Regions from separate parts of the Mus musculus genome. Here region 2 is linked to region 1. The links are chromatin contacts, called in public Hi-C maps. All regions are on one chromosome and are shown on one strand. The core of a region is the stretch at or near the end of the contact, and the rest is flanking DNA. Distances in the headings are between cores, read along the strand shown. Region 1 has its middle 28 kb from the start of Gm22995. Region 2 has its middle 69 kb from the start of Gm51759.

Evidence for each region. A called contact is a pair of places that touch in the nucleus more often than the background predicts.
Region 2: a contact with region 1 is called in a Hi-C map of uterus, with 2.8 times the contacts expected there. The contact joins two enhancer-like sites. A contact is called at or near these places in 3 of 15 datasets of contacts at CTCF or cohesin (the NIH/3T3 cell line, large pre-B cells and pro-B cells), 12 of 484 Hi-C or Micro-C datasets (the N1E-115 cell line, bone marrow-derived macrophages, cardiomyocytes and 7 more), 4 of 115 datasets of contacts at active chromatin or transcription factors (astrocytes, bone marrow-derived dendritic cells, large pre-B cells and 1 more) and 1 of 9 other capture datasets (liver).

Annotation. Positions count from the first base shown.
Region 1 is chr10:13,914,101-13,919,506 of GRCm38.p6, reverse strand. No RefSeq gene overlaps it. Among named protein-coding and RNA genes, the nearest start is that of Gm22995, 28 kb to the right of the region's middle. Within about 2 kb of position 2,361, at least 51 of the 459 cell types and tissues checked have an H3K27ac peak or open chromatin away from gene starts, as enhancers often do. A contact at or near this core is called in cortical glia and uterus, where this site is marked.
Region 2 is chr10:14,193,850-14,199,255 of GRCm38.p6, reverse strand. No RefSeq gene overlaps it. Among named protein-coding and RNA genes, the nearest start is that of Gm51759, 69 kb to the right of the region's middle. Within about 2 kb of position 2,300, at least 47 of the 459 cell types and tissues checked have an H3K27ac peak or open chromatin away from gene starts, as enhancers often do. A contact at or near this core is called in cortical glia and uterus, where this site is marked.

The DNA.
Region 1 (5,406 bases), core at 1,112-3,611:
ATTGTGTCATTTGCTGAAAAAAAAAAAACAGTTTCTAGGGATAGGGTGGCTCAGCCCTTAGCCCTTAGCACACACATTTGACCCCTCTAGCTGGAATATAGACACAGCCTTAGTATATACTTTTTACTCCAAGCAATAAATTTAAAGTTAGTTGGTGGAAGGAAGCACCTATGTTTGAAAGTGATGTTTCATTGAGTGGCAGACAAAGTGACAAATCAGAGAAAGATTTCGCAGAACAGGATACGCCCAACTCTCATGATGAGAAGAGAAAGGGAAGGGAAGTGACAAGATGGAGCAGCACCGGGAAAGAGAGAGGAATGAGGCAGCTTTTCCAGGACAGTGGAGCAGAGACAGGATGGAGAGTCAGAACAAGCTAGACACAAGTGAAGGCAGAACAAGCCAGAGAATGAGAAAGAGTCCAAAGATTAGAGCATGTTGCCAAAGGTAGTATGAGGCCATGTAGAGCTATTCAGAGGCGGCTGAAAGAGAAGCCAGATTGGACAAGTCCGCTTGGAGAGGAGTTTTGAGCCAGAAAAGATGAAGATGAGTTCAAACAGCCATCCAGAGATCAGAAAGAACTAGGAAGGGATGAGCTTAGCAAGTCTCAGAGGCTGAAAACAGTCTAGTCCTCGATTAGATTGTACAGAGGCTAGAAGCTTCCAGGATTAGGCCCTGGTTAGCAGACGGGAGCAGTTATCAATGGAGACTACAATTACAACAGAAGAATAAAAAAAATACTTTTACAATTAATCCCTACAGGCAGGTACACACTGATCCGAATAACTACGTGTGGTGCCCATGTGCACATGAAGAGACAGAGGCTTGGAGAGATGTCAGCTGCCTGGCATGCTGACTACCACAAAGATCACAGCATAACAGAACAGCAGACATTGAGCCCCTCACAGATCCTGAGGCAAGAAGTTGGAAATAAAGATTTCAGAGGAGAGATTCTTCCTAGAAGCAATGAAGAAAAACGCATTTGCTGCCTCTCTGCTTACCCTGGGGATAAAATCCCTACTGCAAGGACTATAATAATTTTAAAAATGGAAAACAAGAGTGAGCCACACATCTGTGTACTTTGCTCATGGAATTATAAGCTGATGAGGCTACCGTGGAACCGGTTTGCCATATCTTATAAATATGTGATCATCATGTGATCTTGCAGTTAGTCTGGTAGGTATACACCCAAAAGAACTGAAAACATGTCCGCACAGGAAAAAAAATGTATGCTTGTGTTCTCAGTGGTTCTGTATGACGACTGGCGATCCTTGGCCTTCCCTGGCTTGTGGCCGAATCACTCTAGTCTTGTTTCTGTTTCTATCACCCTGTCTTCTGTACCATCTCTTCTCTCACATACTATTTGGTATAGGCCCAGTGGAATCAAGGATTCTCTCCCTTGACATTGCTAATCTATCCTGAAGACCCTTTTTCTGAATAGCTGCCCTCGGGTCTCCAGTGGATATGTACCATCCCCTGGGCTCTAGATTCACACTCACACATCTCAGTGGTTATGTCTGAGAGCTATGATAGTTGTTTCACATGGTTTATTATATTTTCAAATGATCAGTGCATATTCTTTTCCCCAGAGCAAAGAGTAGATACATTTTTACTAAATAGATTACTCAGGGGTTTAAAAAAAAAAAGGACATTTTTCAAGCACTATTAGGAAAATGTCATTTGGTAGAGTCTTTGCTGGTTATTTGACAACTTAATCATGAAGATATTTTTACTCTTGCACAAATATGCATATCCAGTGGCACCTATTGTAGTATTGTTTGTGAGGGCAAAAAATGTGAAAAATGATTATTTCTGAGATCTGTTTGCCCCTCTACAGTTTCCTTGTGGACCTAATGAAAAGTAGACATAGACCTGTGTTCTGTAACCTCTGAAAAGAAGGAAGGATCCAGGTTGTCGCAGATCGGTAGTGACTAGAAATCAAAATACGTTCATTGCACGATAAATGCAACAAGCTAAAAAACGGTCGTTGTAATGTGATGTCTTTTAAAATTAATGTTTTTATATACACAAGGAAAAATCCCAAAGCAAAAGATGTAAGCAGTAATTAATTTTGAGCGATGGAATTGTAGAATTGTCTTTTCTTGCTTTTTGCATCTTTACACTGTAGGAACATTTTACAACGAACATCTATTATTTCTATTATAAAGGGGAAAACAATGAAGTTTTTTTTTAAGAACGGAAAAAAAAAGAGAGAGAAAGAATGAAAAATCCCATAGAGAGTGGCATTGTTCCAGGCTGGGTCTCGGGCCAAGATTCCGACTCTGCCGCACAGCAGTGGACAGGACCTCCCTCCGCTGGAGCCTGTGAATAGCTTGATTGACATTCTCTACCCAGACCGGGCTTTCATGCATCTGGCACGGCTCAGCTGGGAACCCCCTTGAAATTTCCAGGCAGGGGCCTCTTGGCTGTGTGTGTGGTACTGACCATCTCTTCGTTTTCTGTTCAGTCACAGAGCCAAGAATGTTCCTGCTATGGAACCAAACTCTGCTCCTCTCGTTACTTCCTTCTTGTTTGGCCTTCAGGAGGCTACTTAGCCTCTGCAGGCTGCCCAACTCAGGCCCAGTTTCTGAAATGGAGTTCAGAAGCACATTACATCCCTTCAGCAACACTGAAGCATCTTGGGTCCCAATAAATGTCAAACAAAACCCCCATCACACCTACCACATCTTATCCCACTCTGTCCACATTCCCTGCTGACAGGCGATGGCGACATGGCTCTCAATGAGTACTTTGTCATCCCTTTTCCAACATATAAGCAATCAAACAGAAGATTGTTGTTGTTGTTGTTATCAAGATAACAAAACTGCTGAGTTTGATTTCTTACTAATCCCGTCTCCAGGAGTGCAGCGGTTCCAAAGCTTGCCAGAAAGGTCCAGACAGAATAAATCAAACCACCAGCAACAACAACCTGTTTTGCAGCCCGTCTAACTTGTCAATGTTCCAGAGCTGATTTGTATCCATTAAAAAAAGTGTTCATATTATGTGAGGGCAGAAGAGGTGCCCACCCTACTGCCAAACCTTCCCATTCAAGACTGCTCTTTATTTTATTTGAATTTGATCACATTTTTCATGAAAACTATCATCCTGATCATGGTACCTCTGAGGCTAGTTTCAATCCTGGATTTCTCCAAGCTGAGCATGTCCACCATCCACCCTTGTCATTGTTAGAGGTTGATGTTGACTTAGCTAATAAATAGAGCCCCTCCCCCCCTATCGACTACCTTCTCTAGAATACTAATCCTTTGCATTTACATCAGGAAACTCATTGGTGACCTGCTAGAAACCATTTCCCTCTATTTCTTTTAGAGTTTTTGTTTTGTTTTGTTTGTTTTTGTTTGTTTTGGTTTTAGTGCATTATATTGATTTTTTAAAATGATGTCTAGATAGATTGTAGTAGCTGTCTCTTTCATTTCAGGACTATACAAGAAGTATTATCTGGCAGTGGTGGTTCATACCTTTAATCCCAGCACAGGAGGTTGAGGAAGGGGAATCTCTGAGTCCAAGGTCAGCTTGGTCCACAAAGTTCCAGAGCTACACAGTGAAACCCTGTTTTGTATCTGTCCTCCCCCACCCCCGACAAAAGCATTATAAATTATTTATGATTAAGTAGAAGGCACGACAGTCTGAGAAACAGCCTAGGAACTCATAAATATTTTCACTTGCAGCAGAGATTCTGGAAGGGAACATGTCTCATCTGATGTCAAGTAGCTTCGGCAATTGCTTTCACTTGCACACCAGCAACCCTAACAAGAGTGCAAGTATCTCACTCTACTTATTACTGTGGGATCACAGGCATTCAGGACAGAGCAGGCAACACCGGTCCCTCTGGAGCCAGAGTCTGAGAGGCAGCAAGGTCCAGGATAACTTGTATGAGAAAAGGGCTTTTATCCAGTAAGAGAAATCAAGTAATCTTGCTGCCCTTTCCAGTTTATCAAGCTGGAAGGGAAAGAATGTATCCTGAGCCTGAGAAGTGGTGGGAAAGACTCTGGAAATATAAGCATACTAAGGGGAGAGGGGAGCGTTGTTGCTAGCTGACTGACAGTGGAGTGTGCTGAATTACTCATGGAGAGAAAGTGTGGGAGTCCTTTGGCATCAGCGCGTCATTGTTGTGCTGGCTGGGCTAGCAGATCTGTATGCTTGTACAGAGCAATGGATTCTCCTTACATTTTTAAAAGGCATCATCCTGCCCCTGAGAGATAAGATAGGGACCTCCCAGAGTTCCCATGCTGATGGGCAAGACAACAGGAAGAAAACAGTGAGCATTATCCCTAAATAAATATCTTATATCTACACTACTTTCACCACTTCTATTTCTTGTGGGTACCAACTTGTGTTGGAAAAATCTTCCTTCACAGATTCACAAAAGTACGCGCATGAGGTAAGCTGAGAGCACGGTCCTCCAGAGAGCCACACTTTCCAGGTTATGAAGAAGTGATCCGTTTAGACCTCCCAATGGGCTTCGAGCTACAGCAGGCTAGCAAACGTAAAACACCAACGGTACAAACAACAGAGGATAGAGTGGGTTATTGGAAAACATGCTTTCCAGTTCAGGATATTTCAAATCAACGTGGGTTTGAAAGCAAGCTGTGTCTGAGGTGGTGTGTAAAATGGATGACCTGTGACCCCCAAATCATGCATTGTTCTGTTGACGGGAGGGATGACACAGGAGGAGACTAGTGAAAGTCATTCTAAAGAGGAAGTCAGGAAGAAATAAGAAGATATTCTACACAGTAAGCGAGAATTCATCAAGAAAATCATTTAATTGGATGTTCATTGTGTGTCTTCCAGAAGCTTAGTCTAAGTTATAGACTCTGGGCATCTACCATGCCACCATATCTGCTTTGTACATGTTTATGTGCACGTGCGCGCACACACACACACACACACACACACACACACACACAGTCTATCTGTTTATCTATCTATCTATCTATCTATCTATCTATCTATCTATCTATTGATGAATCAATCGCTCTATCTATCATCTATCTATATACCTAGATCTATATACACATTTATGGGGCATATTTAGATATAAGTGATAAGTATAGGTAAATACAGGTATTCATTCATTTGTATGAAATTAAGTCTTAGGCTGGAGAGATGGCGCAACAGTTAAGAGCACTGATTGCTCTTCCAGAGGTCCTGAGTTTAATTCCCAACAACCACATGGCGGCTCAAAAACATCTGTAATGGGATCTGATGTCCTCTTCTTGTGTGTCTGAAGAGATCAATGATGTAATCACATAAATAAAATAAATACATCTTTTTAAAAAAAAAGAACTAAGTCTTTCTGAATGTGCCCGTGTCTTTTCTGTTGCTTTGATAAAATAACAAAGCAATGTATACAATAAAATGACTTATTTGGGCTTACAGTTTTTGAAGGAC
Region 2 (5,406 bases), core at 1,051-3,550, 280 kb before region 1:
GTACAGATTAGGTTTCTTTTGCCTAAAATTTGAAAGAAATAATTTCTTTGGGCTTCTTTTTGTAACAAATGTTGTGTGAACTATTTTATGGCGTGGTTCCATGGACCTAAAATGAGAGTGCCTGTCGTGCACACCAGCAGTGTTTCCCATTTCCACTGGCCTCCCACCAGAAATATATTCAACATCTATGGCTTTATTAATAGTATTATTACTAATTACCATGTGGGGTGTTCTTCCTGCATATATGTCTGTGTACAGCATATATACCTGGTACACACAGAGGTCAGAAGAGGCGTTTAGATTCCCTGGAACTGGAGTTACAGATGGTTGTGACTCACCAAGTAGATGCTGGGAATTGACCCTGGGTCCTCTGGCAAAGCAGTCAATACTCTTGACGTTGTTGATCCATCTCTCCACTCACTCCAGCATCTCTGGCTTTATTGTCATCAGACAGTATTAAAACCATTCATCCAGTGGGCTTCTCCTCTGCCATTCTTGCTTCAGTTCAGGGTGTAATCCATTGACACTGAACACACAAAGTAGGGGTCTGATAAGTTATTTTATGCTCTCTCTATATACAGACCCCACCATGCCCTTTACATCTGGGAGAACACTGGTGCTATTTGGCTCCTCCCTCAGTGCTGAGAAATGTTAAAGTTTTTATGAAAGGAAGACACTCCTTCCCAGTGAGCCAAGAACACAGTTTAGCTCTCTCACTTCTTTAGCAGTTTAAACTCAGTTTTCATTAGGCAAATTGTTCGCTGCTGTTAATAAGAACTGTGCCCGCTTTTTCCAGAGTGGTCATATATGAAACTGAAAAGCTTCCAGTGTCTAATCCAGATCTCATGTATGGCCAAGAAGAAAGGAAAGACCATTCCAACCCAGGCAGTGACACAGGGAAATAAGGTTTAGAGAGCTCTAAAGAGGAGTGCACTGACTAGTTCTGTGTCAACCTGACACAGCTGGAGTTATCACAGAGAAAGGAGCTTCAGTTGAGGAAATGCCTCCATGAGATCCAACTGTAAGGCATTTTCTCAATTAGTGATCAAGGGGGAAAGGCCCCTTGTGGGTAGGACCATCTCTGGGCTGGTAGTCTTGGGTTTTATAAGAGAGCAAGCTGAGCAAGCCAGGAGAAGAAGCCAGTAAAGAGCATCCCTCCATGGCTTCTGCATCAGCTCCTGCTTTCTGACCTGCTTGAGTTCCAGTCCTGACTTCCTTGGTGATGAACAGCAGTATGGAAGTGTAAGCAGAATAAATACTTTCCTCCCCCAAGTGCTTCTTGGTTATGATGTTTGTGCAGGAATAGAAACCCTGACTAAGACAAGGAGGACAGGAGCAAGGGAGATAGCTCAGTTGGGAAAGTGCTCACCTCGAAAACATGCAGATAGGACTTCTGTCCCCAGACCAATGTGAAAAGAACAGCATGATATATACTTGTGGTCACAGTACTGATGACAAGGCTCAGTAGGACAAGAAGCTGAGGCTCAGTAGACAGCCAGATTTAACTATTGTGCGTTCCAGTCCAGTGTTGGCCTACCACAAAATCAAGATGAGCTGCCCAGAAATAACACTAGAGGATGACCTCTGAATACAGAGGTGCGGCAGAGGAAGAGGGTGAGAGAGTGAGAAGGACAGAGAGACAGATAGACTGACTCAAAAAACGGGGCTATATGGAAGAGACAGAGAAAATGACCTGGGTTAGATGAACAGTTTGTAGAGCACCCTGAGTCTAAGTGTGGATTATGATACTGGTGTCATAAGCCACTGGAAGTTGGGCAGTCAATCCTATAGAGGGCGACAATTCAGTGAGGGATGCAGTCCTGATTACAGCAACAGAACTCTATCATAAAAAGTAATGTCTTTTGAAAGTCCCTTTGCAAGCAAGTACCGGAAATCCAGTCAAATAAGCCCAGTCGACGAATAGGAAATTATTGGAAAGAATATTGAGTCACCTTCAGAACCCAGCAGCATGAAGGATACCCAAATCTATGCAGATTCTATTTTACTTTATTTTTCTTTTTTTACTCCATATCCTGGCTTGTCTTGATTCTCTTAGCAAATGTCCTCTGTACCTCCAAACTCCATGCCTGACCCAGATACTAATGTCTACTCAACTTTCTTAAACCTAGTTATAAATTCCTAAGAGGAAGATAGTGCTCACCCGATGAGGGCCAAGGGCCCCTGATACAATCCATGGCCGTGGTGGTTGGGTGATGGCTGCTTACTTGGGGTTCCGTTTGTGGAGAAAGGAGTGGTTCTTGGAGGAATGTGGTATCATAGATTTGGCAGGAGCGCCAGAAGTTGGTTACATAAACCTACCAGAAGTCTGCTGGTATATTTTAATCCTGAAATCCTCCCAAGGTCAGTATAATGAGGAGATGTAAATAAATAGTATGGTTCTGAATAAGAGGACCAGTTTAAGAGACGCTAGAGCAGCGGTTCTCAGCCTGTGTGGGTCGTCATCTCTTTGAGGGTCAAATGACTGTTTCAAGGGACCATCAGAAAACACAAATATTTACCTTATCATCAATAACATAGCAAATTTACGGTTATAATGTAGCAACAAAAATAGTTTTATGGCTGAGGGTAACCACACAGGAGGGACTATTGAGAAACACTGCTCTAGAGTGTCAGCCATGGGGATGGTACCTGAGGAGATCACAACTGATGTGAAAGATCTCCCAGGACAGCCTGCACTGGGTAATGTCTGAGGAATCCAGCGATCCTTTGCGGGAGTGGCTGTTCGCAGCTTCCATAAATGCCGCACGAATGCAAGCGTGGGCTGCTTTCTTCAGAGAGAAGCTGGGCGTGGAGCTTAGGAGCAGCTAAGCAAGACCTGACAGTTCCAGAACCGCGGAAGGAAATGTCTGTGCTCAAGACATTCCCAGTATTATGAATCAATCCACCAAGTATTTACCAACCGGCCTGCTTTATGCTTGGTGATATTTTGATATTGTGTTTAGTCAGGGGTCTGAGACAAAAGGGCCACCCTGGACTATTGTAGAAAGCCCCCTTGGGTTGTACATGGAGGGGAACGCCAGGATACTTTCCCAGCCTCCTCCAGCAGCTGCCCTTCTAAAACCCAGAGAAGCGCGCAGTCCCTCCCCCACCATCCTGCCTGCCTGCCAGAGTTTCCAGATTTGTTCTGCTTTGCAGTTGCGTCAAAGCCACGCTAGATCCCAATCCTCACAGAAGGCATAAATTAACATTTTATTATGTGTACTTGTTAGGGTCTCTTAAAGTAGACATGCAAATTTGAGGCTCCAGTAATAAATTAGGGCATACCCAGATTAACCGAAAATAAACTGGGTTGCCCTGGCCAAGGCCTTGGAAAGCAGGGCCCTGCCAAGCAGCCAGAGGACAGAGACTCCCCTCAACTCCTGTTCCCCAGTTGTTGACCCTGGCCTCTGGTCATTTCCTTCTCTGTATGGTACCCTGGTCCTCTCTGTGCAGACGCTAGTGGCTTTCATGAGTCCTGATGGGTTTTCTTTTTAGAACAAGGGACAGTTTCCAGTAAGCCTGTTACAGGTCCCTGGCAAGCAATAGAGAGAAAGAGCAAAAGAAAAGTTTTGAGTTTCCATCACACATGGACCAGCTATTCTGAGGCTATACTTTGATTGGTTATTCCTGTAGTGGGACTTGAATTTTGCAGCTTATAGCCTGGAAAACCTTCAGATCAGAAACTTTGAGGCTCCATTGAGCTTGGTGTGTTTTGATGTAGCAGTGGTGAGAAAGTAAGCAGATATAAAAGTAAGGGGCACCTGATGTGCCACCCACAGCCCTACCAGCATCTGTTCTATTATGGTGTTCTGCATTTTGTGGTTGTCATTGCTGTTCTTTGTTTGGTTGGTTGGTTGGTTTTTCATATTTACTAGAGAAAAGAGGAAAAGGCTGTGTGTGTGCGTGTGCATGTGCGTGTGTGTGTAACTATCTAGGGGACATGTATAGACAAGTCCATACAAATAAAGACACTGCAGTTTGGAATTGGAAAACTTCCCCAACGTTCATGGGGTAAAGGTGTAGGAATAGCGGGATGCAGAGTGGTTAGAAGGAAAGGCCCAGCAGAAAGTCTTTACATTATGATGGGGTGCTCTTAAAGGAGGCTGTGACGTCCAAATCCTTTCCTCTTTCACTCTTTGATTTTCTAGCCAGAAAATGAGCAGCTTGTACTTTAAGCAAGGTACCCATATGCTTCCTTGCCATATGTCCAAAAGAAATGGAGCTAAATAGTCATGGGCTGAAACCTCCAACATCTTGACCCCAAATAAGCCTTTTCTCTTTATAAGTTAATTACCTTAAGTATTTGATACAACAGTGGAAAGCTGGATAACACAAGAGGAGGGCCTTAGAGAAGTGATGCTGTGTGGCTATTTCCTCCTAATTAAAACATTTTCTTCTAGAAGAAGGCTCCTTAAGACTTAGGTAAGAAAAGCGTATGTCTAAGGAAGTTCCTGAAACTCACAGGATCCCTAAAGCCTCTCTCCAGTCTTATAAAAGTAGTAAAAATTCAGGAAAGAGGAGATGCCCATGTGTCTTGCTGGGAGTTCTCGAAATGTCTCCCGTTTGTCATTGTTCACACTAAGGGGAGGCTTTTGATAATGCCTTTCAGTCATCAATGCCCCCATCCGGAGCTCCCTCTCTATGATTCTGTGAGCAACTTCAATAAATTACTGGTTTCCTAAACCATGCTTGAGTGGAATCATTCCTTCTGTCTATCATCCCTGTGTGGAGTGAATTCCCATGTGTTCCCACCTCCCCAGGATAAGTCGCACTACGGCTGGTCCACAAGAATTCATGATGGAAGGGAAATTTTAGTTGTAATACTGTGAGCAGGAAAGCTGAAATCCAGGGGCCTAGTGCTGGACTGTAATGCACAACACTTGAGGGGATCCTATTGGAACTCCCCTACCACAAGAAGTACCTTGGAAACCACCTTCATGTGGGTTCTAGGCTAAGAGACTATATCATCTCCCTCATCCAGGAGTTCTGTCTCCAGGTGACTTTTACCTGGCACTCCCCTAAAGTGAACAAACTCTCTTAGTGTGCTCAAGGTCAGATTCATATTCATAGCAACTACTCGGAGGTCTCAATGCTCAGATGCTATCTCATTGTCAAATATTCCCCTCCAAAACACCTGCTTCTTCACCTCTCACCTCCCTCCTTCTGAGTCTCCTTAGCCTCCCTACTTCCTCTCTCTCTCCTTATTTCAGTCAGTTCTTAGCATCTCGTTTCACCTTCCAGCTCCATAGAGAGCTATGCGTGGTTCTTGCCTTCCCCCAGTGGCATTTAAAGTGTTTCTTGGTGCAAAACATCCTATTCATTGCCATAGAAACAGGGAACTCAGTGTGGAAGAAAAAAAGGGGAGAAAGGAGTCTGACACTCTGCAGCTATTCAATTCTGTTATTT